4 separate regions of the Sus scrofa genome follow, and all the other regions are linked to region 1. A link is a contact called in public HiChIP or PLAC-seq and promoter capture Hi-C data. All regions are on one chromosome and are shown on one strand. The core of a region is the stretch at or near the end of the contact, and the rest is flanking DNA. Distances in the headings are between cores, read along the strand shown. Region 1 holds the start of CAPN7 (calpain 7). Region 2 holds the start of METTL6 (methyltransferase like 6). Region 3 overlaps METTL6 (methyltransferase like 6). Region 4 holds the start of SH3BP5 (SH3 domain-binding protein 5).

Region 1 (6,988 bases), core at 2,693-5,192:
GCTAGTTACCATGAGGTGGCAGGTTCGATCCCTGGCCTCGTTCAGTGGGTTAAGGATCCGGCATTGCCGTGAGTAGTGTAAGTCGCAGACATGGCTCGGATCCTGTGTTGCTGTGGCACAGGCCAGTAGCTGTAGGTAGCTCCAATTCGACCCCTAGCCTGGGAACCTCCATATGCCATGGGTGCGGCCCTAAAAAGACAAAAGACAAAAAAAAAAAAAAAAAAAAAAAAAAAAACAGAAAGTAAAGCCTCCCCTAAGCTTGTGGCTTTATTATACTGCCACAACAAAAAAGGGGTTAAAAAGAGCCCTTAGTGACATGAACACTTTTCTAAAACAAAGTGTCAGTAGATGGTCATTTTCTTTTCTACCCATGTGAACAGCAGATTTTACCAGGAGCCATTTACCTCTAAGAGAACAGCAATCACATAGCCTGTGTACTTGTTTCACAGCCATTTGCCACACTGTTTACAAAAATAAATACAAGTTGTTCCAGGACTCTACTTACATGTTGCTTTTCCAAGATACCATTTTAAAAAAGAGTTTAGCTAAGGTCTGAAGGTTGAGGATAATGATACAGTAAAGACTGTGAACCCACTGCTAAAGTCTTTAGACACTAAAGAGGAGGAGTCATTTAATTTTAATAGCAGGAGAGGGCATGTGACAGATATTTAAAAGCAGACTTGAACCAGGGTCCTAATCCGGACGCTGCCCAAGATACACGGTTAGAAGGTAGATAACTCATCGTCATCTGCTGGGAAATTAGGAGGCTGGCCTCTATCACCTCTAAGGCTCCTCTTCACAGACGTATCACTTATTTCCATATGATGATTTTTTAAAATGTGACTATCCAAAGAGGAATGAGCAGCAAGAGAGTAAGGATCAAGAATCAAAGATGAAAATAAAAAAGAAAGAGAATATGTGGGAAAAGTAAGATGTGATGGGAGAGAGGAAAAAAAAAATACAGTGATACAGTGAAGTCCTTTACCAACCTGCTGAATGTAGAGCCTGCACTCTTTCCAGATATTCATTTATTTTTTCTTGAATGTGTTCTAGGCTTGATCCTGCCATCTCAGCATAAATTAAAGCTTGTGCAGCTTCCTAAAAATTAAAAAAAAAAAAAAAGAATTCAAGGGAATCTAACAGATGAATTATAATTTGAATTTTTTTTAACACTTTCTTAACTCACTACTGCTTTCTACGAATGACAAAACAAGAATGTCTTTAAGATAGCAGTAATATTTTGATAAAGTAAATGAGTTATAGAATCCTTCAATACCTTTTCTCGGTTCTGAATATTCTCAATTTTCTCCTACTGTTGAAAATGTATGAAGTCAAACAGAAGAAGGTCATTGTAAACATTTTCTTAGAATAGCTGTGGTTTATATGTTTTTTTCTCTCTCTCTCTTTTTTTTTTTTTTTTGTCTTTTTAGGGCTGCACCTGCAGCATACGGAAGTTCCCAGGCCAGGGTTCTAACTGGAGCTGGAGCTGCTGGCCTATATCACAACCACAGCAATGCCAGATCCAAGCCATGTCTGTGACCTACACCACAACTCGAGGCAACGCCGGATCCTTTAACCCCCTGAGTGAGGCCAGGGATCTAACCTGCATCCTCATGGATACTAGTAAGATTCTTAACAGGAACTCCTTTTCTTTTTTATTTATGCAACAGGTCAGACTCGAAATTATACACCCCAAAAAAGTGAACTGAGTCTTGAATGCATCAGAACAGATAATAATCAATAAAACTAAGTATCAATAAAAAAGATTTTTTTTTTTTTTGTCTTTTTTTTAGCTATTTCTTGGGCCGTTCCTGCGGCATATGGAGGTTCCCAGGCTAGGGGTTGAATTGGAGCTGTAGCCTCCGGCCTACGCCAGAGCCACAGCAACGCAGGAACTGAGCCGCGTCTGCAACCTACACCACAGCTCACGGCAACGCCGGATCGTTAACCCACTGAGCAAGGGCAGGGACCGAACCCGCAACCTCATGGTTCCTAGTCGGATTCGTTAACCACCGCGCCACAACAGGAACTCCAATAAAAAAGATTTTAAAGGTTATCTCACAGTGGAAAGAAAATCTTTTCCTCTACAGAAAATATTGTCAAGGGGGGACACACTGTATGGTAGATTTCAGTTGTATAAAATAAACACTTTAATTAAGAAAATCTGGATTTGTCTTGCCACTATTCCATAACTTCTTCAGCCAGTTAGGCTGTGGCTAGTGAGGAAATGCCTTCATTCTCACCATCAGCATTCTGAGAGGGTGACCAATGCTACCACACAGAAAGTCCACAGAGAGACTTTCCCAGGTACTACCACCTTCTCTGCAGTAACCTTAGCATGTGTACTTCAAAGAACCTCATGCCTGATTATCTGGATCCAAAGAAGCCACCCACTGATCCAGTTATTAGAGCTGGAGTTGTTTCCTTCAAACTACAAAATCAATAAGAAGAGTACAGTTTTGGTCCAAATTGAAATTGGGGATAGAAAAAATACGTTTTCCTCAGATTTCAGTAATTCAGATATCTCAGGGGAGGGAGGAAAATATAACCTTATATGTAAATATTACAGCCAATTTTTAAAACTGTTGGCATCAACTTTATTTTACTCATTTCATTTATACTTGAAAGTGACTAACAATTAAAGAACCCCTTTTAGAAGAGTATGAAGACAGAAAACACTAAATATCTGATAGTTTACATAAACAGCTCCTACAAGCACAACCACTTTTCTGACTCTCAAGGAAAAGAAATTCTTCATAGTAACAAGCAAATCTTACAGCAAAACAAGAGGCACACTGCACAGTATTTTCTTTTGCCTTAGCTATTTCAAATGGCACTATTTTCACCTACAAACATTGGTCAGTTATTGCACAAAACTAAAACAGAGTTTTACTTTTTAAATACCACTCTAATGAAATTGTCAACAAAAAGTCCAAAAGGAATGATTCTAAAACACATCAAGTCTCTAAATATAGATTATAAAGGCAATTAAATATTAACCTGAAAAAAAACCACACGTTAATGACAGCATATACGTTTATAGGAAAAATTTACTACTACTGTATAATCAGTCGACATTGCTTCTAAAAGAAAAGGTAGTAATATCAAGAAGATACAGCTACCTCAGCAGGGAGGCGCAGGGCAAGACGGCAGCGAGACAGTTGTGTTTGCAAATCCTCAGGATTAGGGAGCAAAGAGTGGACTGTGAAGCGCCTAGTCTTTAATAATTCTGGCCCCAATAATTATCCAAATGAAATATCAAAGAAACATGTAAAGCATGAGTATAAGGATATTATGACGCTGAAGATCAAAATATAAATGTTCATAAATGAACATAAAATGACCGGAAGAGTTTGTAAATACACCAAGACACAGCTACAGAATGCATCCACTAACAAGGTAATATTATGAATCTTAAAAAAATTCATAACTTTTTAAAAGTTTCAATGAAAAGATTAAAACAGTATAAACAGTACGATTTGGGGTTTTTTTAAAGGTGTGTAGACACATAGGCGTAGAAAAACAAAGATACAGGTCAAACGCTAGGATATCCGATGCTTTATTCTTTTTAATTGACTTTCTGAGTCCGTCTGAGCACGCACTGTCTCCGAGTACATCCAAGACAGTGAGACCCAGTGAGCTGACAGCTCAGCCTCGCCTTCAGGACGGACCCGACCCTGGAGAGGCTACCAAGCCCAAGAGGAGGACTCCGGGGCGGGGGCGGGGACAGGCCTGGCCTCTCAGCGGGGCCACCGTCCCCCACCCCCGAAGGACAGCGGGAGCGGCGATGCGATGCGAAGCCCATCAGGCAGCACCTGGGCCCGCCCCCAGCCCACCTTGTAGTAAAACACCGCCTCTGAGTAGCGGCCTTCGTGGTCGCGCTGCACCGCCAGCCGCGCGAACTGCACAGCATCCCGTTCCAGCGCCGCCGCGTCCATGGCGGCCCCGCGGCGAGGTCCTCCGCCGCCTGCTGCCCAGGCGAGGCCCGGGCCGCGCAGAAATGCTGGAGCTCACTTCCGGCGGCTGAGGAAGGACAGCGGCCGGCCCCTCAGCACAGACCCGGCTCCCAGCCGGCGGGCAGCCTGACTCCACGGCCGCCGCATTCCCCGCCCCGCCCACCGGTCGCACTGCGCAAGCGCGGCCGGCCGGGTAAGGCGAGTCCGTGAAGCCAGGGCGCCGGGGGCGGTGGGCGGGGCCCGGCCTCCGCGGGGCCGAGTGCACGTGACCGCCACTGCGCCCAGGATTGGACCGACGCAACCGGTGCCACGTCCGAGCGGACGCTGCCTCCGCCCTCTACACGCAGGTGGTAGTGCCCTGCGAGGCTGTTGCTGGCCAGATTAGGGAGGAGGGGCGCATGCGCCTTACGGGGCTCTACCCACTCCCGCCTCCCCACCCCCCCCCCCCCCCCCCCCGGTGCCGGAGAGCTCTTCCCATCTTCTGGGCTGCTTTTTTAAAAATTAGGGAAATACAGTAAGGACATAGGATTCTTATGCGATACTCTTTAATAAGTTTATAGCCGCAAATTCAATTTTAACCCTGTATAACTTTCCGAGGTTATAGTACTGATTGAATTGTGTAATAACAATGTGTACTTATCCTTAGGTTAACAATGCTGTTGTAATACTCAATTAGGTGATTACTTGGCTAATGGTCTTTCTCTTTAAAACTCTGTATTCAGCAATAATAAAAATAAACTAGTGAGAGACACCACAATATTGACAAAACTCGAAATTCACTGTATGTTAAGATGAGAGAGTACAACTGTGACTATGTTTATAAGAAACACCAGAAAAGATGAATCTAATCAATAACGTGTGAAGCTGTTAGGGAACCATGGACCCAAACCGCCTGCCCTGGCTAGCACCGTAGTAGCACCTCGGCTCAAGTCTCCCACACAGGATGTAACACCTTTGCTTAAGTCTCCCACATCAGGATGCTTCAAAAGAACACAAAACCAGTGAAGGGCCTAAAACCAACCTGGAGGAAGCTCAGGAGGGGCCAAGAAGGGCAGGAGACTCCAGTTTATATGTCTTGCTAACCTCCTGGAAACACTCATGCTGGAAACTACCTTGACTAAGAGATGCATAAGCCATCAGGAAGGGCTTTGATCAGAACAAAGGAAGGCAGGAGCAAGGTGACTGGCCAAAGACAATCTGGAAATCTGATGCCCCCGCCTGCTACCACAAAAACCGGAGAGTGTGTGCCACAAGGCAGAGTAGTTCTCCTGGTTTCTGTTACCTGCTGCTCTCTGCTGAAGTGCCCCTTTTCAACAGTCTTTTGCTTTGTCAGTCATGCGTCTCCTCGGACAATTGATTTATTAGTGTTGAACAAGAGCCCACTCTCAGGGGACTCATCCAGTGACAAAATCACATCAATGTTTGGTAACGGATAAGAGAATCTTTTGACAGATTTATAAGCATTTCTTATTTCTTTGGAGGCGATGGAAATGTATTGTGTCTTGAAGGTGATGCCAAAAACACATGCATTTGTTAAGACCTATTATTACACCGTACATTTTAAACGCATACTTCTAATTTTCCTTCATTATACCTCAATAAAAATTTTTTAGTCAGTTGGCTTGCATTTAAATGGGACGCAATTTCCATAACTGTTCCTTCACATTTGGTGAAGTTAATAACTATCTCATTGGATGGTTGTAAAGCGCACAGATGGAGAATTTGACTCTGCCTGCTTCCCATTATTAGCTGCTACAGTTTAATAACTGAAGCAGGGATGGTTTCTGTCTCTATCAGTTTAAACCCAGAATTAAGCCCAAGCTTTGGTCCAGAGCAGGTGTTGAATAAATATTTCAAAATGTTGAGTGAGTCACTCCCCTGCTAAATATACTCAATACACCCTCCCCTATCTTGATTCTAAAGAATGAAGTAAAAATTCCTTAACACAGAATAGAAGTTTCCTTAGAACTGGAGCTCAGGGTGTGTTCCCAAGATATTTGCAGGAACTGATCCCCAAGCTACAGCAGACGAATGCAGTTTTGCTCACTCAGAAGAGGGCTTCTGTGTCTACTGTTCCCCCTTTCGTCTCAGCTTGTAGAATTCCTATCTCCTCTTGAAGGGGGTTTTTCTAGCTCTCCCTGGATTTGTGATCCCTCCCTATACCTTCTCATTTATTCCCTTATTCCTTGTTCACTTATTTGCTGATCACTGAATGCCTACTTGGTGCCAGGCACAGAGCAAAACATTGAAGATACAAAGATAAATGAAAGAGAGTGAGATAAGTCTGGGAAAAGCAAGTTAAAGCTTCAAAGTTAACTACAGTCTTTAAAAACACTGAGACTTCCATGAACATGGTAAACCTTGTCATGTATTGAGGGCTTCTCTTATTGCTCTCAGCAAGGTTTTATAGGGCACAGGTCTTACACATCCATCTTTTGACAGATTTATAAGCATTTCTTACTTCTGATGCTATTTTAAATGGTGTTACTTATTTGGAGTTCCCTTCGTGGTGCAGCGGAAACGAATCCAACTAGAAACCATGAGGTTGTGGGTTCCATCCCTGGCCTTGCTCAGTGGGTTAAGGATCCGGCATGGCTATGAACTGTGGTATAGGTTGAAGACTTGGTTTGGATCTGGCATTGCTGTGGCTCTGGCATAGGCCAGCAGCTACAGCTCTGATTAGACCCCTAGCCTGGGAACCTCCATATGCCGTGGGTGTGGCCCTAAAAGGACAAAAGACTAAATAAATAAATGAATAAATGAAATAGAACAAAATAAAATAAATGGTGTTATTTAGTTTCAATTTCCTCTTGTTTGTGTTAGTGTATAGAAATAGTGTTAATATGTATATATTGACTTTATATCTGGCAATCATAGATTATCCAGAAAAACCTGAAAGTGAGGTGGTGGAGCTTCATGACAGCTACCTGCAGAGAATGTTTACCGGGATATATAGCCTCTACCTGGTCCGCCAGGTCTGTGACATTTACCCTGGCAGAATTTGTCCCATGTTAAGCACTCAGAGTGTCTTG
Region 2 (6,988 bases), core at 2,225-4,724, 200 kb before region 1:
CCTTCTCTCAGACCCATAAGCTCTTTCTTGAGGGATTTAACAAAGCCTCTGCGTGCAACATCCCATCCCCTTCCTCCCTTTCATTTATTCAACCTTTAAATCTGCTCAAAGGTCACTTCCTTAGGAAGGCTTGCCCTGATTTTCTAAAATAAAGGCAATGTTTTCCTCTATTTATTTAAACTCCAGAAGGGCAATAAATGTTACTTGTTTAGTTCAAGACTGTATTCTCAGTGCCTAGTCATAAGTCAGCACCCAGTAGGTAGTCAATTTGCCAAATATAGCATTTAATTCCCTGTATGGAATCAGAAACTGCCTGGCTCCTTAACTCCTTATTCATACAGTAAAAATTCGGAGTTGGAAAGGACCTTAGGGACCACTTATCTAACCTCTTCATTTTACACTGAGAAACTAAGGTGCAAAGGGGGATGATGTAACTCACCAAAGGCGACAGGTAATAAGACAGGGATTTGAACGGGCAGACAACAATCTTTCCTCAGCACAAAGCTTGCCAGGTCTCCCTGTCCAGGCCCTTTCATTCTATCACTGGTTACCAAGCACTTATTATGTTCCAGAATAGGGTTGGGACATGCAATGACACAAATTCATAAAGAGTACTTTGCCTGATCTTTTGGGCTCTGTGATCAGAGTGCTGCCTTGGGCAAAGCTTCGAAAGAGTCTCTCTGCAAAAGTTCTCCCTTCAGCTTTTAACTGGGTTTCTTGCCCCTAAATAAGTTGAATGTTCTGAACCTCTGGTTCTGGCCGAAAGCTACCAGAATGCACATCACCCCTTGCCATATACAGGAACCAGGCTGACCCCGCCCTCCCTCCCCATGCTCCTAAGCTGTTGCCACTTTACATCCTCCAGGTGCCTGGGTCTTTCTCTCTATAGCTGCTGGGGGGCAGGGCAGGGGCTGGGGGGGCGGTTAAACAACATCTAAAGGAGGGGTTAGTTGTCCGCATAGGACATCTGGAATAAATGGAGAAAAAGGGAGCTTGGGGAAAATGGCAAAGAATTATTTTTACTCAAGTACATGGGAAATGTGAATTCTATCCCACTCCATCCCCCAAACTGGCATTTTAGGAATCTACACATTCTTAAACAGGAGGAAAATCAAATTGCAATAATGTAGAATATGAAGATCCACTGTGATTCCACATTAGAAACAACAACGATGGAATAAAACCCACAGGGATATGCGGCAGCGTAATTGTGACTTCATCTCCTTTGCCGACCTGGAGCTCTCCTTCACAGGAAGTGTCTATAGATGCCGGCTTAAAGTCATCTAAAGGGAAAGGGAAAAAAACATTTATCTACCAGGTTACTAATACTAAGCAAAGGCTTCTGGGGCATTTTCACTTAAGAATTGAAATTTTTTATGACTCAGATAAATGGAAAATACAAACCAGTTAGGAGTTTCTAAAAAAGTATTTCATTGTGGAAAACTTCTCATACACAAAAGCAGAGAGAACAATACAACGAGCTCCTGTGTACCACCACCCAGCTTCAATAATTACCAGCTCCAAGATAATCTTGTTGCAGCTATACCTCCACATACTTTTCCTCCCATCTCCACTGGATTATTTTGAAGAAAAAAAAAAGCTAGAATGTATATACTATTTTATTAAGCAAAGATATTCCCCTCTCTCAAGTGACAGATGAAAATTAATGCCTTATTCATAATGAATGTTTTACTAGGGTAATTACAAGGATCAAAAGCAACAGAGCACAGTTTTTAAATCCTGTGATTGTAAAACCCAATGTGAAAAATGAAAAGCTACAGCATCATATGCGCTGATTTCATTTTGCATAGGAACTGTCAACATTAGGATCTGCCACACTCAAGTTCCATAGCTTTAATAAGGACACGCCTATAGATGTTTGGGGATGACCGCTGAACTGTATTTCCAAAGGTTAATCCTGCCTGTGTCTCTGGATTGCAGTTAAAGCACAACCTGAACAGCACTCTTACTTTTAACACACATTTGCCTCAACCTGCAGGCCAGGTGCCTCTTTGAAGTATCTTTCTTAAGCTCCTCACTTTCCTTCACGCTACCAACAAATAACCTCCTCAGGAAATGACGCTCCCTCACATCCTCAATATCCTCCCTCAGAAAGGGCTGATCTGCTGTCAGTAGGAAGAAGAGGAATGACGGTGCAAGTGACCACATGAAGACAGAACATCATTATCTAACACACCCTCTTCCAAGGTGTTGAGTCACCTCTGAGAGTTCCTCTCAGAAAAACAAGTCTTAACCAGCATTAGGGCTACCAGGATGGGAAGCCAGGAGTTTGTGAATCAGAGAGATGCTCAGTCAGCCAAGTCTTTACTCAGGACACAGAGTAGAAGGGCCCTCCCTCAACAGAGTCTGTAATCAAGGAGAAAAAGGAGACCCAGCATAATGACTATTTTCACATTCCTTATGTCTGCTGCTTCTGCTTCCAAACATAGACCAAGCTGTAACTTATTCTTGGCTCACAAATTCCAATTTTATTCCTCACCCACAAGGGACATGGTCCCGAGGAAAAGTCGGGGTAGTCCAGGTAACCTCAAAGGCAGACGAAAAGCTGGCACGAAGAGATGGAGGAGGAAGACTGATGCGGCGCAGAGGGGAATGCGGTTTCTGATGTTTGCAGTGGGGATGAAGCGCGGCGTTAGGGCGGCCAGAACCAAAACATACGAGAAAAGTGAGGACAACAGAAGAAAATGGAATAGGAGAGAGTGGAGGCAGCTCCCAAGCAAACGGGAAAAATCTTTGAATCGTGGAGATCCCCTAGTGGGTCGTGGTGGAGTGGGGGGCCTAGGGAAACGAGCTGAACCCTGATGTGGACTCGGCAACCTTTAGGCAGCAAGAGGGGTAGGTTCGGCACGCGGGAGGGCTGGACCTGGCAGGAAAGGGGGCCAATGGTCTTTGGAAGACGTGTTTGGGACCACGAGGCAGAGGAACAGGAGGGAGGGACGAAAAGTCTTGTTTGGGAAGAGTGAACCGGGAAAAAGCAAAATGTCCCTGCGGATCCGGGGAGATAGGAAGGGAACTGATGCTGGCAGGCTCCCCGGGCTACGGGATCGAGGTCGGCCTGTGGCGGCTGCGGGATGCGGACTCACAGCGGATGGTGTGGAAGGAGGCCCGCGGCCGATTCTCGAAGCTCTCCCCAAGCCGCAGGCGGTGCTCCTCGCGGTCCAGCAGAGGGTTGGCCGTCCCGTTCATGGCCCCGCACGGGCCGCGCGCCCGCCCCGGCGCCCTCCTGGCGCGCCCGCGGCCGGAGCTGCCGGCGCCTGAGTTCGAGGGAGCAGCGCTCCCGGGACAGCACCCCGGGGCGAGCGGAGAACCGAGCCGGTGCCCACCTGCGGCTGGAAATAAGTCCTGGCGTGCGCGTCGGGGCGGGGGACAACTGTGAGGAAGCGGGGCCGCGGAACTTCCGGCGCCGGGGAGGGACTTCCGGTCTCGAAGCGGAAGTGGCGGGGGCGGTGCCATGGCAAAAAGACTCCGCTGGGAGAAGCCCAATGCGAGGTGCTGCAGACTGGTTTGTCCAGCCGCTGGGTTTTACCGCGGTGGCTCCCAAATTCTACTCACGCGGTTGGGCCTGGGTGAGGGCTTAGCGCGCCCGGCGCCACCCTCCAGGGGAACCTAGGAACTGAAGACTGGGCGCTGGCGCGCGGCGGTCTCGGTGAACAGGGCTCCTCACAAGCGCTCACAGGTGCTCGTGGCCGGGCGGCCAGGTTATCCCCGGTGTCCTGGAACCCCACACCACGCGTCCCTGGGTCTCTTCCTTCCCTTTGCGCGGACGACTGCGCGAGGGCCTCAGTTCCTGGAAAGCGACGCCCCTCTGCTTCGTGAAACTCTGCGACTGAGGCCTCCCAGGCTTAGCTCCGTGTTCCTTGGAAACGGTGACACTGCTTCTGTCTGTGAATTGACCACCCTTCTCCAGTACCGGCAGCTGTTAAGTCGCCCCTTTCACGGGCACCGAACATTGACGAGTATCTTCCCCCAAAGGTTTCTTAGTTCTTGGGAGTGACTCTGTTCTAAACTAAAGCGATTTATTATAATAGTTGACTTATTCAGGTTTGAATTAGAGTTCTATGCGTGAGAGCGCCCTGGCAGCTGAATGTCAGCCCTCTGTAGGCAAGGGCAGTGTCTGGGTCTTCTTTATGACCTCTTTTCTTATAGCGGGGCAGGGTTTTGTGTAGGGTCGGCCACTAGTAAACATTTGGTGAATTGAACTGTTTGGTGAAAAAACTGTGTTAGAACCACTAACTCAGCATCTTTAAAACTGTTCCAGAACCCCCAACCAGAATCTCATTCTTTTTTCCTGCAAAACACCCGACGTTGCCTGAGGCCTGAACCCAAAGAGAGGGGCCGCATCTGAGAAAACTCTGCCTGTGTAGTATCTGCTTGAATTTCTCGGGTTATTCGCGAAGGGAGAATATCCAGCAGTGTTAAATATATTACCATCAACTTAGGAGATGGCTTCTTTGCAAAGGAAAGGGCTGCAGGCAAGGGTTCTCAGCTCTGAAGAAGAGGAAAAACTGAAAAGAGACCAGGCTTTAGTGTCTGATTTTAAACAGCAAAAACTGGAAAAAGAGGCTCAGAAAAACTGGGACCTTTTTTACAAAAGAAATAGCACTAATTTCTTCAAAGATAGACACTGGACCACCAGAGAGTTTGAGGAGCTCAGATCTTGTAGAGAGGTAAACTAATATTACGCCTTATTTGAACTGTCTTTCATTAAGAATGTGTGGAAGAGGGGTGTTTTATTGCATTCTCACGGGCAGTGTGAGGTAGAGAATATATGAAGCCTGTCAAAACGCTTCATAAGTTTTTGTACCTTAGAAATACACTGTTGGAGTTCCCGTCGTGGCGCAGTGGTTAACGAATCCATGAGAAACCATGAGGTTGCGGGTTCGATACCTGCCCTTGCTCAGTGGGTTAACGATCCGGCGTTGCCGTGAGCTGTGGTGTAGGTCGCAGACGCGGCTCGGATCCCACATTGCTGTGGCTCTGGCGTAGGCCGGTGGCTACAGCTCCGATTCGACCCCTAGCCTGGGAACCTCCATATGCCTCAGGAGCAGCCCAAGAAATGGCAAAAAGACAAAAAAGAAAAAGAAATACACTTTTTATCTCAAGGAGTTTTAGCAGTTCCTGGGCTTTAGTGGGCATTTTCTGTTTCTTTAAAGTTAATCCCAAAGTGGTAAATATTAAATTCATACCAAATGGTTTCAATGATAGCTTCAAAATAATAATGATGATGAACATTTTGCCACAGCCCTTTTCTAGAACTTTACCTGTGTTCTGTAATTGAAAGCTGGTGATAACACTGTGAAGTTTTTATTAGTATTATCCCCTCTTGCTGATGATTTTGAGGCACAGAGCTATTTAAGTGATTTGTCCAGCAGTAGAACACCAGGCAAGGGGAGGAGGCCAGATCTGAGTGTGGGTGGTTTAATTTCAGAGCATGTTCTGTTACTAATATAATGTGTCTTCTCCATACCAAACTGCCCAATATTGGACAACAAATGAGGTATCGGTATTAGCTTTCACTTATCACGACTCCACGACGACGGAAACTTTGTCTGTGTTTTAGACCTTTTAGTTTGTTTCTTCAGTGTGCAGGTGTAGTGTACTGTAAATCTGGATTCTCTTTCCTCAGTTTGAAGATCAAAAATTGACTATGCTTGAAGCTGGCTGTGGGGTTGGCAACTGTTTGTTCCCACTTTTAGAAGAAGATCCGAATATCTTTGCCTATGCCTGTGATTTTTCTCCAAGAGCAGTTGAATATGTCAAGGTTGGTGCAGCATCTATGTATTCTGTTATATTTCTGTTTTCTTAGACTTGTTGGACCTGCCTTCTACACCCGTTTGCCCAGTTCCAGTCCTCTCCCCGTAGTTAATCACCTCTGATCCCTGTGAATATAGTTTTCCGGTTTACATGCATATATAATACATGTAGAAACACAGCATTATTCAGAAGAGTATACTAAAGAAATACCAAAACAACGTCCATATACTTATAGCCAGGTTTAATAATTGTTGATATTTTGCTACATTTGCACTATAGACTTTTTTTTCCAGACTTTTTAAAAGTTACAAATATGGACACACTTTAGTTCTAAATAAGTTGGCCTACATCATCCCAAAAAATTAGGACTTTTTTTTACGTGACTACAACATACTATCACAGCTGATGAAAATTATTAATTCCCTGACGTCATTAAAACCCAGTCCAGGGAGTTCCCCTTGTGGCTCAGTGGTAACAAACCAAACCAGTATCCACGAGGATGTGAGTTCGATCTCTGATTCTGCTCGGTGGGTTAAGTATCCGGAGTTCAATCTCTGACTCTGCTCGGTGGGTTAAGTATCCGGTGTTGCCTTGAGCTGTGGTGGAGGTCTCGGATGCAGCTCGGGTCTGGCATTGCTGTGGCTCTGGCGTAGGCTGGCAGCTGCAGCTCAGATTCAACCCTAGCCTGGGATCTTCCATATGCTGCACCATATGCGTCCTAAAAAGCAAAATAAACGCAAAAACAAAACTCAGTCCAGATTCAGATTTTCCCCAGTAGTCCCAGATGTCTTTTATAGCTGTATTAATTAAGGACTACATCTGACACTTTATTAGGTACCTTAAATCTCCTTAGCCTGAAACATTCCTACACTTCCCCTTGACCTTTTCCCCTCTGACATTGCATTTTTGAAGAGCAAGTCATCTGTAATGAAGTCCCGCATGCCAAATTGGTCTGTTTCTTTTTATCATTGTTTAATTTGTTCCTTTATCCCCTGTATTTCCTATAAACTAGAAGGTAGATTTAAATCTGGTAAAATATTTTGGCAAAAACACTGTAATAGGTGATGTTGTATCTTTTATATTGCATCCTGTCAGGAAGCAATAATGTAATCTCACTGTAAAAAATGCTAGTTTTGGTCACTGGGGTTATGGTGGTAACTACCTAGTTCCTCTGTTCACAGATACTTTCTTTCTGTCATTAACAAGTACTGTG
Region 3 (6,988 bases), core at 2,445-4,944, 180 kb before region 1:
CTAGAATTCCTGGCGCGACTCTTTCTGGATACAGGTTACGAAGAACAGGTGAACGAGTACGTGTTTCGTGCAACAGTGAATAAAAAAGAAGGCCTGTGCGTGCAGAGGGTTTTCCTCCAGAGCAAGTTCCGAAAGTCTCCCAAGAACCCAGCTCCCATGACCCTGGGCCTGGACCACGAGTCCTGACCTTTCACAAGGTTGACATCTGTGCCTCCCCTTGAAAAGCAAAGTTTTATTTTTTGTATATTTTTGTATTTTAACCTTTTAAAATGAGTGTGTGTAATATTCATATTGAAAAGTATCCAGTCTGTGTTATGTTATAGGAATGTAAATAAAATTGCAAGGCCTGAGAAGGAAAGTTTTATGATACAGCATGATTTAGCCATGTTGTTTAAGGTTCCACGAAGGAAAGCGCAAGGGCCCTGCGGCACTTAGAAAGCTTCTTTACTCCTGCAAGTTGGTGTATGTGCCTCCAGGCAGCATGTCAGACAATCCTGTGGAAAAATGAGGCCACACAGACAAAAATAACACATCTCTATGTATTTTTAGTCTGAAGGCTTGTTCTCTTTTCTTCTTTTTCTAGTCTCTGATATTTGCCCATTTTCCTGTGCCTCAGTTCATTTATGTGCCTTCTCAGGACCAGTGTCCACGAACGCCGCTTTTGCTACATCTCAAGGATACCTCATGGCTTCCTGCCTCATTCTTGAGACCTTCTATAATTGGGCCAGTCCCGGCCACACTGCCCCGAGGAAGGGAGCAGGAGGCCATCACCTGTCTCAGCTCCCCACTGGGAAATGAGGGGGTGGCAGCCAGAAAGACAGCCATGGCTGGTATCCAGGTGGGCATATGGGAAAATCCTTAGATTGGTCTGCTGACCCGCTTCCCAAGCGTTTGCACGTAATGACTCCAAAATAAAATCAGAGTTCTTTTGGCCAGCTAACAAAAGTTGATCCTGTAAGCCTTTACGTTTCCCTTTTTGCAGAAGCTGTTTATGAGACTATATGTCTTGAGTGTGTTGCCCAGACTGTGTACATGGCCAGCTAGAGCCCTTTGATCCCCACCCCATCTGAAGGGGAGCAGTCTCAGTGGGGAGGGGGCTCGATAAGAGTCATAGCTGTTCTGTACAATTGGAGTAGACCACCCTAGCTCCCGGGGAGAAGAGGGACAAGCAGTGGGGCTCAGCATGTTCACTGGAGGCCTCACTCTGCCATCTCTCCCTGACTGCTTGGGAGGGGCCCCTGTTTCTTGCTGCTCTGTTGTTTTCTGTATTGTTTCCCCTTCTTTTGAAGGCTGGAAGATGGCTATCCTAGGTGAGAGCAAATAATGAGGACTAGTACAGTATTGTCCTTTGCAACAACCTGTAAAGAAGGTGGCCCTGGGGGGTGGGGCTCACAGGCCTCCTTGAGGGAGGGGCAAGCCCAGCCCCAGAGCAGTTTGTTAGGGAAGAGCCTTGACCAGGCTCCTCATCTCCAGTCCAGGACTCTTTCCTCTAAGCCCCCTCCAGTAGGTGAGTCCTACCCTCAGCTTCAGCCAGAACACTCCTTTAATGCCTCTTCTCAGAAGTCCTTTCACCCATTCCCGGAACTTCCACATGCTGTGGGCATGCCTCCCATCCCCCAAAAGGGACTAAAGTAGAAAGTAGGGGGCAGTGTGTGGCAGAGTAGTATAAATATGGATGTTTGTCATCAGAAGTCAATTGTGCCTTAAAAAAAGAGTTTCTGTTGTGGTTCAGTGGGTTAAGAACCCAACATAGTATCTGTGAGGATGCGGGTTTGAGTCTTGGCCTCGGTGGGTTAAGGATCTGGCACTGCTGCAAGCTGTGGCATAGGTCACAGATGTAACTCAGATCTGGTGTTGCTGTGGCTGTGGTTCAGGCCTGCAGCTGCAGCTCTGATTCGACCGCTAGCCTGGGAGCTTCCATATGCCACAGGTATAGTCGTAAAAATAAAAAAAGTCATTTGTGGCCTCACCCCTTACTCTGTTTGAACCTGAGATTCCTTACTTATAAGACAGGGATAACTGTCCTGAGACATGTACCTGCCAGAAGTCGCTGACCCAAGCTGACCATGTGTCCTGGAGACAGGAGTGACTCTAAAGCGAGCTGGACAGGCTGACGAGGACCCTTCCGTGAGAAAAGGCCGGCCCCTCTACCTTTGCCAGTGGTTGGCTGAGGGGATGCCTGTGAACAAGGCCCACAGTTTCCTCCAGACACAGCTTGGAGTTGTCTCCATCCTCAGGAGCAATGACAGCCCCCAATTCCTGCCCCATCAAGGAAGGGCTGCCAAGTTTTCACTCCGAATATTTAAAGCTGGCCTAATGACATGCGCATCTCTGGCATGGAACCAGGTAACCCCTCAATGACCTCACTTTAAAATATATTGGTTGTAAAATATACTTGAAGTTCAGTGAATGAGGTGACATAGTCCATCATGGTTTGGGCCAGTAGATTGGGGTATGAAATAAACGACTTCAGTCCTACTGCCTCAGTGTACCTTAAGACAGAGGAGCAGGTCTTCTGCACGTTGGGTGCCCAGGGGATCCAGGAAAGCACAGCCCAGCAAGATGGAGAGTTTACAGTACTATAGAAAATAGCATAAGTACTGCAGTGCTCCGTGGTATGGTATATACCAAAATATGGTATAGAATATATATTATACCACAAAGTATAGCACAATGATACTATATGGTACTATGTATTTCTTTTGGTGTATACTACATACAATAATACTAATTATGTTGTGCTATTTGGAACATGATCATCCGGGTTCAACTCCAGGACTTGCCCCATGCTAACATTCTTCTTCTCGGAGCTCCAGTCTTCACATCTCTAGGGCTGAGATCCTGCTACCTGCAGCACAGGGCTGATGCCAGGGTTAAACAAGCGCTCTGTTTACTTAAGAGCTACATTCAGGTGCTAGTTATTTCTACCAGCCTGTGTTCCCCAAGAAAATAACTTCTCCCGTGATTTTTAACCCATGCTCCTCTTCAGAAAGACCACCCTATTCAATCTGAGGGCCTTTGAAAGGCTCGGGATTTGGATGTCCTGCCACAAGGTGGCGATAGATGCCAACTAGTCCCACTGGTCTCCACCGTGCCGCCCCCCCCCAACCCCTTAATTGCAGTTAAAGAGGGTTCATTGTCCTTGAAGAACAAAGAAAATGTTTACAAATGTGTTTTCTAGTCAAATTTAGCTCATAAGAGTTTGGCCTCACTACAGGGATAAGACAGCAAGCATGCTTTTATCCAACATTCAAATAGTTTGCCTTCTGAAGGCAACGTTTTCAGGCAGTGGGCTCTAAAGATGTCTGCAGGGCTTCACCCCTCCAACTGGTTCTGTGGACTTGCCTTTCTGGTTGCTGGGGGTTAAAGCAAGAGGAGGACCACAGCGTGGTCCCTTGTTTGCTTCACACATTATTCAGTTATTCCCTATTTCACAGTTGTTGATCAAGGAAGGGAAAATTGTGAAAGAAACCATGTCTACCAAGAGAGTATTTTCCAGGAGCGAGTTTTCTATAGTTGGGGAGGGAATATTTAACAGAAATTTACATAGGCTCCACTACTGAAACCAAGTATTTCATTAAAAATAAAATTAGCTGTTTTTTTCACTTTTCCTTTCTGCCCTTCTTAGATGTGTGGCATGTTATTAGCTGGTGTTCAGTAGGTACCAACTGGGCACAGGGGTCGCTGTAGCCGGAGTTCAGGGTTGGAAGGGAGGACAGTGCAGGCGTATGCTGAGAAGGAGGCCTGGCCATGTCTTCATTAAACCAAAGTAAGTCAGCTGGAAAAACAAATACAAACAATTCAGCAGGGGAAAGAGAAACAAGAAGAAAAGCTATGGGAAACCTGAGTGGGGCAACTGTCTTCATTTGCAGAGAGTGTTTCCACAGTACTCTCTACATGTCCACAGTAGAAGCACATATGTTTTTGTCTGGGGCACGGCTGTGGAGATGAGAACTGACACTCAGCTCCTTTAGAGGTATGGTTTAGATTTCTCTCATCAGGAGAAAATCAGTTTTGATTCTAATTTTTCTCCTTAAGAGGTATGGAATTCTTAGAATTCTTTCCTGTGTGTTCATGTGTGTGTGTATGTGTGTGTACACATACTTAGGAAAGAAAATATGTGTGTGTGTGTATGTACGTATACATGTAGATATTTATATATATGGACTTTTTCACAAAGGTTCATTAGCAGCATTTTTCTAATACCAAATATTAGAAACAGTCTAAACCAGGGGCTCAGCAAACTCTGGCCCATGGATCAAATCCAGCTGTTCTCCTACTTTTGTAGATAAAGTTGTACTGAAGCACAGCCACCCATGTGTACATATTGTTTACATCTCTTTTCTTGCTGTAACAGCAGAGACTACAGCCAGCAAACCAAATACTATCTGGTCCTTTAAGAAAAAGTTTGCTAACCCTTTATCTAAATGACCAGTAGAAGAATGGTTAAGCCAACTAAGATGCATCATAAAAGAAATAGAATATAGTCAATGAACATATTATCTAGGAAAAAGTTTTTTAAAATGGTAAACACACACACACATAAAAGTTACCATCCTAACTATTTTTAAGTGTGCAGTTCAAAAGTAACTATTCATGTTGTGAAACAGAGCTTCATCTTCCAAAACTGAAACTCTTTACCCATTAAATAACATTTCCCTTTTCCCAACCTCTGGTAACCACCATTCTGCTCTCTGTTTCCATGAATTTGAATACTTTAGGTACTTAAGATAAGTGGAATTATACAATTTTTGTCTTTTTTGTGACTGGCTTATTTCAGATTTCATCCATGTTATAATTTCCTTCCTTTTTTTTTTTTTTTTTTTGTCTTTTTAGGGCCACACCCACTGCATATGGAGGTTGCCAGGCTAGAGGTCTAATTGGAGCTGGAGCCACAGGCCTACACCACAGCTCACAGCAACGCCCGATCCTTAACCAACTGAGCAAGGCCAGGGATAGAACCCACAACCTCATCGTTCGTAGTCGGATTCGTTAACCACTGATCCATGACGGGAACTCCTGAATTTCCTTCCTTTTTAAGGCTGAATAAAATTCCATTTTATGTATAGATACTACACGTTATCTGTCCATGTGTGAGTAGACATTTGGGTTGCTTCTGCCCTTTGGCTATTATGATAATGCTGCTATGAACATGTGTGTGCAAATATTTGTGAGACCCTACTTCTATTCTTTTGGCTACATACTCAGAAATAGGATGGCTGGATCATATGGTAGTTCTATTTTTAATTTTTTGAGGAACCCGAATGCTGTTTTCCGTGGTAGTTGTACCATTTTCCCTTCTTTTTACTGAAATATATTTGATACACAGTATTTTGTTAGTTTCAGGTGGACGACATAGTGATTTGACATTTATATGCAATACAAGTTGATCACCTAAGTCCAATAACTATCACCACCCTATGAAATTATTACAGTATTATCAACTGTATTTCCTGTGCTGTACATTACATCCTGTAACTTCTTTTTTAACTAGAAGTTTGTATCTCTGATTCCCTTCACCTATTTTGCCCAACCCCCCATTCCCTCCCCTCTGGCAACCATCAGTTTGTTCTCTGTATCTATAAGTCTGTTTTTGTTTTTTGTTTGTTTGTTTGGGGGTTTTTATTTATTTATTTATTTATTTTGTCTTTTTGCCACTTTTCTTGGGCCGCTCCCACGGCATATGGAGGCTCCCAGGCTAGGGGGTCAAATTGGAGCTGTAGCCACCAGCGTACACCAGAGTCACAGCAACGTGGGCTCTGAGCCACGTCTGTGACCTACACCACAGCTCATGGCAGATCCTTAACCCACTGAGCAAGGCCAGGGATCGAACCTGCAACCTCATGGTTCCTAGTCGGATTCGTCAACCACTGAGCCACCACGGGAACTCCTGTTTTGTTTTTTATTTTTTATTTATTTTTTATGACCACTCCCATGGCGTATAGCCAGGGATTGAATCTGAGCTGCAGCAGCAACCTATGCTGCAGCTGTGGCGACTCCAGATCCTTTAATCCACTGCAAAGGGCCAAGGATCAAACCTGCACCTCTGAGGTGAGTCAAGCTGCTGCAGTTGGATTCTTAACCCACTGTACCACAGCAGGAACTTCATGTTTGTCTTATTTTTTTAGATTCCATATATAAATAAAATCATACAGCATTTGTATGATTTCACTTCAAATAATACTTTCTAGGTCCATCCATGTGTCATAAATGGCAAGATTTCATTATTTTTTTGGCTGAGTAATACTCCCTTGCATATACTATTAACCCTTGAATAACCCTGGGTTTATGGGCACCAACCTTCCATGCTGTCAAAAATCCATGTATGACTTTTGAGTTGGCCCTCTATGTCTATAGTTCAATCCACGTTGTATTCATGGATTCAACCAACTGCACATCATGTAAAACTATAGAAGTTATCTATTGAAAAAAATTCTGGAGTTCCCATTGTGGCTCAGCAGGTTATGAGCCCAACTAGCATCCTTGAGGATGTGGGTTAGATCCCTGGCCTCGCTTAGTGTGTTAAGGATCCAGTGCTGCCATGAGCTGTGGTGTAGGTCTCAGATGCAGCTCGGCTCCTGTGTGGCTGTGGCGTAGGCAGCAGCTACAACTCCAATTTGACCCCTATCCTGGGAACTTCCATATGCCACAGGTGCAGCCCTACAAACAAACAAACCCCACAAAAAACAATTCATGTATAAATGGACCCACACAGTTCAAACTCATGTTGTTCAAGGGTCAGCTGTATACACCACATTTTCTTTATACGATTAAGATAGTGGTCCATTTTCTCTCTCTATCTTTTTTTGAGTATAGCTGTGTAGTTTTCCCAGCACCATTTATTGAAGAAATTGTTTTTTCCCCACTATATATTCTTGGTTCTTCTATTGTAAATCAATTGATAATATACATGTGGGTTTATTTCTGGTCTCTATATTCTCTTCCATTGATCTATATATTTTAGTGCCAATATCATACAGTTTTGATT
Region 4 (6,988 bases), core at 2,373-4,872, 130 kb before region 1:
CCGTTGTGGTATGTTACATAGTTTCTGGGAAACTAGGATGAACACTTGTAAGAGAATGAGTGTGGAAAAGCAAATCCTGTCTTAGTCTGAAAGTAGTTTTGACCTCACGGGCATCCTGAAAGGTCTTAGAGACCTCCAGGGGTCTGTAGCCCATACTTTTAGAGCCACGCATCCAGAACAGTATGGTGGCGAAAATAAATATTAAGCATTTGCTTGGGTTACAAGCCACTTACATGGCTTGCATTATTAGCATGTGAGGTAGGCGGAAGTTTAGGATTACCCCATTTCCTGCCCCCTACTGTACGTATTCCCGTACAATGCTGGGAACCTGTGAATATGACAGGTCAGTCACGGCAGTGACTAGGTGGTAAATATGGCAAAACCCTCTCCTTGAAAAATGGGAGACTATTCTGGGTGGACCCCACCTAATCAAGCAAATCCTTCAAAGGGACTGGGGTCTTCCTGAAGAGGAGATTGAAGTATCAGAGGGACTCGACACACAGGAAATCTCTACTGCTGGCTTTGAAGTTGGAGGGGCCAAGTGGTCAGGAATGCAGGCAGTTTCCAGCAGCTGAGGTTGGTCCTTGGCTGGTAGTTAGCAAGGAAATGAAGACTTCAGTCCTACAACCACAAGGAAGTGAATTCAGCCAAGAACCTGAATGAGCTTGGAACGATTTTCTCCTCAGAGCCTTCAGAAAGGAATATAGGCTGGTTGATGTCTGCAATCAGTCTGGGAGACCTTGAGCAGAGAAGAGAGTCACACCAGGTCCGAACGTCAGGCCTACAGAACTATGAGGCAATAAATGAGTGTTGTTTTAAGCCACTAAATTTGTGGTAGTTTGTGACACAGCAGTAGAAAATGAATACATTATGCATTGTTTTAAATTTATTTTAGAAATATACAAATAATCATAAATATACCTACCCTCTTTGTAAAAAATGAAAACATGATTGAGGTGTTCCCATTGTGGCTCAGTAGGTTAAGAACCTGACTAGTACCCATGAGGATGCAGGTTTGACCCCTGGCTTCGCTCAATGGGTTAAGGATCTGGCATTGCCACAAGCTGTGGCATAGGTCACAGATTTGGCTTGGATCTGGTATTGCTGTGGCTGTGGTGTAGGCCAGCTGCTGCAGCTCCAATTCAACCCCTAGCCTGGGAATTTCTATATGCTGCAGGTGAGGTCCTAAAAAGACAAAAAAAAAGAAAAAGAAAAGAAAAGAAAATATCGAGCGATTAAAAGTTCCCTTTGACCACCCCCCAATCCTAGCCAATCTTGGCCCCTCCCTCCCTTTTCCAGGGCTAGCCATCCTTTGTTGGGTATGAATCCTTCCTTTTAAACCTTTTTCCTATACAGCGATGTGCATATGTATGTAATGAAATACATCGTACCGCAGTGGTTTATTTTCCTTATTTTAGCTTCAGAACACTATTTGGGATTCATGCTATGGCTGGTCCAGGTCTTCTAAAAGAGCAACAACAACATCCACAACCAAAGTCTAAACTGAGGTTCTAGAGCAGTTTCCCTATGTCCCATAGAGGCATTTTGAGCCACCCTATTGCTCTTAGATCCAAGCTTAAATAGAAATGTATTTTGGAGGCTGTTGTTTGAGTTGAGAAGCATTTAGAACCAGGGCTGACCTCACTTTCCTTGTTTTCAACCTCTGTCTCAGTTTGTTCACAATCAGGATGAAACTGCTCAGTTATAGGCTCAATCCTGAGCCACCAAGGAAACACTGGTGGCTCTTGTGTCCTAAAGTGACTCTTTTGTTGTTGTTGTTGTTGTTTTGTTTTTTAGGGCCACATCTGAGGCATACGGAAGTTTCCAGACTACAGGAAAAATCAGAGCTGCACCTGCTGACCTATACCACAGCCACAGCAATGCTGGATCCAAGCTGCGTCTGCGAACTACACCACAGCTCATGGCAATGCTAGATCCTTAACCCACTGAGTGAGGCCAGGGATCAAACCCGTATCCTCATGGATACTAGTTGGGTTTGTAACCCGCTGAGCCACAACAGTTACTCTTAATGGCCGTCTTGATCCTGACTTCACCTACCACTGGAAAACGAAATGCAACCATGTGTTTAGCAAGGAGCTTGAGAACATCTCTCAAAGAATTGCTGACGCTTCCTTGATTTAAAGAACAATGAACAGGTGTGACCTGTTTAGAAACAAACCCAAGGCTCTACTTCCAGGAGACAACAAAGGTTCTTTGACAGTGGACCACAGTGTCTGAGTGTGTAGGGTGGAAGCCTGCCCAAAGAGTAAACACCCCCCTCCAACTAAGCCTTTCAGAAAACCATTATAAGCAGGTTTTTCCAAGCTTGGCTTTAATGACAGGCTCTCAGAAAGAAGCTCCTTTCTCAAGCAAGTCTTCCCTTCAAACTCACAGAGCCCATGGGCCACGAGCCTCCATGTAGGAAGTGTGTACACCCTGCAATTTTGTAGTGAAGGAGACATTAGCAATGGCCAGTGGCAATGTCCTTGCCTGCTTCACTAAAGTCATCTGACTTTCTGCTCCCCTGACATCACAGTGGATCTGACATTTCATAAAAGCACAGATATACCCTTATTCTTTGGCTTTTTGTGATGTTGAGTTTGCCAGGCAAGTAAGTTCTGGCTCCCTACCTGTTTGGGTGGGCAGGAAAACTTACTAGCTCATAAATCCTTGGACAGAGTGTGTCCATTAACAGGGGTTACACTCACATCTTTTTTTCTTTTTCTTTTTCCCGCTACCCCTGGAGTATATGGAAGTTCCTGGGCTAGGGGTTGAATCAGCACTGCAGCTAGGTCCCTAACACCACCAGCCACAGGCAAGGTGGGAGCCGAGATGCATCTGCAACCTATGGTTGCCTGCAGCAAGGCTGGAACCATACTCATTGATCGAGGCCAGGGATTGAAACTATCTCCTCACAGTGACACTGTCAGGTCCTTAACCCACTGAGCCACAATGGGAACTCCACACACTCACATCTTCTTGAGAAGGCTGTACCCACCCACTGATCTGTGGATTTTCCATGCGTCCTGGCTATTCAGGGAGGATCACCTAACCCATCGAAAAGCACGTAGCTTGGCCCAGTGGGGGCCACAGCCTTTGGACCAAGAATCCACGCATGGAGCTGCAGCTGGCTCCTCTCTTTATCCTTTTGTGTTTATGTGAGTATATGTTGTAGTTCCCTGTTCTGGGGAAATCTTCAGGTGGATTCAATTCCCAAGGTCACCCACGGGGGCAAAGCGCTTCCAGTGTATACAGGAGTTTGAGTGAGTCTTGAAACTGGTCCCGGGTCACTGAATACCAGCTTCTAAAGGTGACTTCAGACAGTGGCAATACCCCTAACTTCCCTTCCAAGCAGTTAGTTTGCCTGGGCAGAGGAGGGAGGGAGAAAAGCACTCTTGTCACCAGGCGGCTGACGTTGGGGAGCTTGTGATCTCTCCGGGCTGCTAAGTTAAAAGGGGTGAGGGCTCCTCCATTTCACGACCCTAAGGTTTTCCGGGAGTGAGGTTTTGTGACGGAGCCCGGGTGCCGGGGCCATAGCTGGGGCCGCGCAGGGCGGGCGGGCCGGCCTGGGGCGGAGCGGGCGGCGCTGCGCTTACTGCCGCGGCGGACAGGGGGCGGCCGCGCCCACTTCCTCCTGCTCGGGGCCGGGGACCCGCGGCAGCAAGCGGCGCTTCCAGAGCGCACCGGGCGGTGGCCAGACGGCCCCGGCCCAGCCTGCGAACGCCACTCCTGCGCTCCGAAGTCCGCCGTTCGCTTCGCTCTCCGGCCACCCGCATGGACGCGGCGCCGAAGCGGAGCCGGCCGGAGGAGGCGGCCGAGCTCCCGCCGCCAGCCCGGGACTCGGAGGAGGAGGAGGAGGAGGAGGGGATGGAGCCAGGGCTGGAGGAGGAGGAAGAAGTGGACCCCCGGATACAGGTAGGGCGCGTGGATCCCGGCAATGGCACTGAGCCCGCCTCGCGGTCCCCGGTGCTTGCACCCGGGAGAGGTGGCCGCGTAGGTCCGGGGCTGGAGGAGACAGTCAGAGTACCCGGCTTCACCCGGTTCCTGGGAGGCTGCGGTGCCCGCGTGGACGCGGCCTGACTCTATCGCGGGGATTACCCCGCAGGATCCGTGGGGTCGCCGCAGCGTGTCCGGCGGCTCGGGAGGGTGTGCAACAAAGAGAAAAGGGGGCGGGGGCGCCACGCCGGGCTCCCGGAGCCCGAGGGCCGCGTGGGCGCGGGCCGGGGGCGGTGGGCGTCGCCGCCCCTGCAGCAGGGTGGCCTCTCATGCTTGGGGTTCGGAGCACTCACCTGGCGGAGGTGCCCGGCCTGAGCCTGCCTGAGCCTTCTCCCTCTTGCTTTGATTCGTTGTTAGCAGGACGAAGGGTTTATTGTCACCACGGCTCAGCCCTCCGCTTGGCCTCAAATGGTTTAAAACCCAGCGTTTCCTCCTTTTGAGGTCGGCAGTGAACAGAAATTGGGGGCTAACAGCGCAAAGCTAACGTGGCGAGAAGGCGAGGGGATTGGCCTGGCTTCCTTGCCTCCATTTCTCTGGGAGATGATTAAAAGACAGTTTCCAAGCCGAGATCTAGCAGCGACAGCTTAACCTCTTCACCCTCTGGGGAAAAAGCACAGCATATTCCGTTCCAAGACTCTTTCCATAAATCATTTTTTAAAATAAATATTGTTTTGCAGCACGCGATGCGATTTCTGAAGACCTAATTGGTTTTTCAGTGCGCAGATCAATTAAAAGCTCATTTAACTCAGCTGTTGGCGTTTAAATGAATTGTTACGGCAGGTTAGCAAGACAAAGATCAGGTGGAAAAATCTTTACATTAGGAATTCTAAATAAAATCAGTTTGAACTACTAAATTTTGTTTTCTGGGTAGGGGAATTCTGTTGACAAGATCCTTTGTTTGCAGAGTAAAATGAGTTAACTTCATACTGGGCACTTTTTTTTTTTTTAAACAAAATGTCAGTTTGTAAATGTTATTTAAAGATCAATGTTTATGTTAGTTTTAGTTTGTTTTGTAAACAGCTAGGAAGGTTGAATAATTGGCAGTTTGAAAAGATTTTCGTCTCTAAAGAAAAATACTCAACCATGGATGAGTAAGTGCCAGAATTCTGCCTTGATATAAATCATTTCACTGGGTTTTTACTTTTGGCATGGTTTTGTTTGCTTGCTCTTACTGGTTTGGGTTTTTTTTTTTTTTTTTTCTTTTTCCTGCAAGTTTTTGCTCTAAAGCAGAGGGTTATTGTTTGGATTCAGCCCTTAAATCATTGTAACAGGTGAGTTTACCTGAAGGCACATACCTGGAATAAAATATTTGACCTTCTAAGAAAAGAAAATTCCTCGGACCTTAGTCATTTTCAGAAGGGCTACCACCCAGATAAAGGTTTCAGAAATGCTGACATTTCATTTGTTCTTTAGCCAAGGCTCAACTGTTTTCCTTGAAAATTAATACTGACTGGTTCCTCTTCCTGCAAATGATGCTGGAGTAATTTTGCAGGTTGGGAGGGGGGCAGAGTCATACCAGAACAAAAGACAATCCCTGAAAGCTTTTTCTCTCCCTTTTCTTCATCAGGGAGAACTGGAGAAGTTAAATCAATCCACGGATGATATCAACAGACGGGAGACTGAACTTGAGGTACAGAAAGCTGGGTGCTTGTTTTTGGGGAAGTGGCGTTGTCTCTCTGACACCAGGCTGGTTCATTTTGTTTTAAGAGGTGGTTGCTGGCATTCACTTTCGCAGTTGAGCAACAGCCTGCGTCTGACAGAATAAATACACCACTGAGTCCAGCTTGTGGGTGGAACACATGTGGATCCAATTTCATATATATTTTTTTAATCATGGAACCTCCATGGGGCCAAAAGCAAGGGCTTTACACAGACTTAAGCCCTGAAGTTAATGTGTCTGTGGAAAAGTTAAAAGGACTGAAGGGGAAATTGGCTGTGTACTTCAATGGACAGGAGTGAATGAGGTCACACAAATCTCTTAAGCATTTTAAGGGAGCTCCTTACATTGGTGCTTGGAAATAGTGTGTGTTTCCTTAGGAAGATTTAGATCTTTATTGACTTTCTGGGCTGAGAACCCTTCCCTCCCCCCACACCCCTACCCCGCTTCTACCCCTTTATTTATCGACTGCTTGTGCGTGGAATATAATCATCTCAATGGTAATGAAAGGCTGTTTTTATTTATTTATTGTCTTTTTGCCATTTCTTGGGCCGCTCCCGCGGCATATGGAGGTTCCCAGGCTAGGGGTCGAATTGGAGCTGTAGCTGCCAGCCTACGCCAGAGCCACAGCAACGCAGGATCCGAGCCATGTCTGCAACCTACACCACAGCTCACGGCCACGCCAGACCCTTAACCCACTGAGCAAGGCCAGGGATCAAACCCACAACCTCATGGTTCCTAGTTCGATTCGTTAACCTCTGAGCCACGATGGGAACTCCATGAAAAGCTGTTCAGACTGGGAAGGGCTTTCCTGCTCAGAAAAATCTTGGGAGACAGGACCTCAATTTGAATTTCATGAGTATCTTCCAACCTGAGTGTAAAGAGATGAACATTCTTCACAGGTCCTAGTTTGTCCCCATCGTTTTCAGCAGCAGTTGGTTTTACCAACCATCAGCCAACTTGAACAACCCCCACTTCTGTCTGAGAACTGCTGTGGGAGGACCTGTTTTTGTAGCAGGGAGAATGCAGGGAAGGTCAGTGGAAAAGGCAGGACACCGCTGGTCCCTGTGAGTCAGGAGTGGGAGATAGGAATGCCATCTCCTCCGCAACACAGGAGCAACCTTGATTTCTGCCTGCATGTCCAGGCTCTGGAGATACAGAACCTAGAGTGGCCCTGGAGGGTTGAAGTGGGTTTTCTGAGCTGTGCACGAAGGGGTCTTGCCAGCCGCTCTGTTCTGACGAGAGGTATCTGTGAACACTGGCTACTCTTCTTCCCCAAGTGAAGTCAAATCTGCAGGTTTCAATTTTTTTCATGTGTGGTGAATGAAGTCTCTT

Evidence for each region. Promoter capture Hi-C pulls out the DNA fragments that hold promoters and counts their contacts. HiChIP or PLAC-seq counts read pairs in DNA pulled down with a chosen protein or histone mark.
Region 2: a contact with region 1 is called in a promoter capture Hi-C map of fetal liver, with 4 times the contacts expected there. The contact joins the promoter of METTL6 here to the promoter of CAPN7 in region 1. A contact is called at or near these places in 3 of 5 promoter capture datasets (fetal liver, fetal skeletal muscle and liver), 8 of 47 Hi-C or Micro-C datasets (blood, brain, fetal heart ventricle and 4 more) and 2 of 2 datasets of contacts at active chromatin or transcription factors (alveolar macrophages and skeletal muscle).
Region 3: a contact with region 1 is called in an H3K27ac HiChIP or PLAC-seq map of alveolar macrophages. The contact joins the enhancer-like site here to the promoter of CAPN7 in region 1. A contact is called at or near these places in 3 of 5 promoter capture datasets (fetal skeletal muscle, liver and skeletal muscle), 26 of 47 Hi-C or Micro-C datasets (alveolar macrophages, blood, brain and 15 more) and 2 of 2 datasets of contacts at active chromatin or transcription factors (alveolar macrophages and skeletal muscle).
Region 4: an H3K27ac HiChIP or PLAC-seq map of alveolar macrophages shows a contact between it and region 1. The contact joins the promoter of SH3BP5 here to the promoter of CAPN7 in region 1. A contact is called at or near these places in 1 of 5 promoter capture datasets (liver), 3 of 47 Hi-C or Micro-C datasets (embryonic fibroblasts and skeletal muscle) and 2 of 2 datasets of contacts at active chromatin or transcription factors (alveolar macrophages and skeletal muscle).

Annotation. Positions count from the first base shown.
Region 1 is chr13:2,449,339-2,456,326 of Sscrofa11.1, reverse strand. It overlaps CAPN7 (calpain 7), which reads right to left and starts at 3,942. Exons shown (of 21, transcript NM_001097443.1): 1 at 3,837-3,942; 2 at 990-1,098. The coding sequence starts at 3,938.
Region 2 is chr13:2,651,315-2,658,302 of Sscrofa11.1, reverse strand. METTL6 (methyltransferase like 6) reads left to right here and starts at 3,474. Exons shown (of 5, transcript NM_001206446.1): 1 at 3,474-4,688; 2 at 5,648-5,782. The coding sequence starts at 4,464. EAF1 (ELL associated factor 1) reads right to left here and starts at 3,474. Exons shown (of 6, transcript NM_001206456.1): 1 at 3,105-3,474; 2 at 1,189-1,283. The coding sequence starts at 3,474.
Region 3 is chr13:2,632,342-2,639,329 of Sscrofa11.1, reverse strand. METTL6 (methyltransferase like 6) reads left to right here. Exons shown (of 5, transcript NM_001206446.1): 5 at 35-358. The coding sequence ends at 186. Among named protein-coding and RNA genes, the nearest start is that of EAF1, 19 kb to the left of the region's middle. Within about 2 kb of position 3,694, at least 14 of the 83 cell types and tissues checked have an H3K27ac peak or open chromatin away from gene starts, as enhancers often do. A contact at or near this core is called in alveolar macrophages, omental adipose tissue, retroperitoneal adipose tissue and 1 more, where this site is marked.
Region 4 is chr13:2,582,235-2,589,222 of Sscrofa11.1, reverse strand. SH3BP5 (SH3 domain-binding protein 5) reads left to right here and starts at 3,622. Exons shown (of 9, transcript XM_003132063.5): 1 at 3,622-3,915; 2 at 5,564-5,626. The coding sequence starts at 3,775.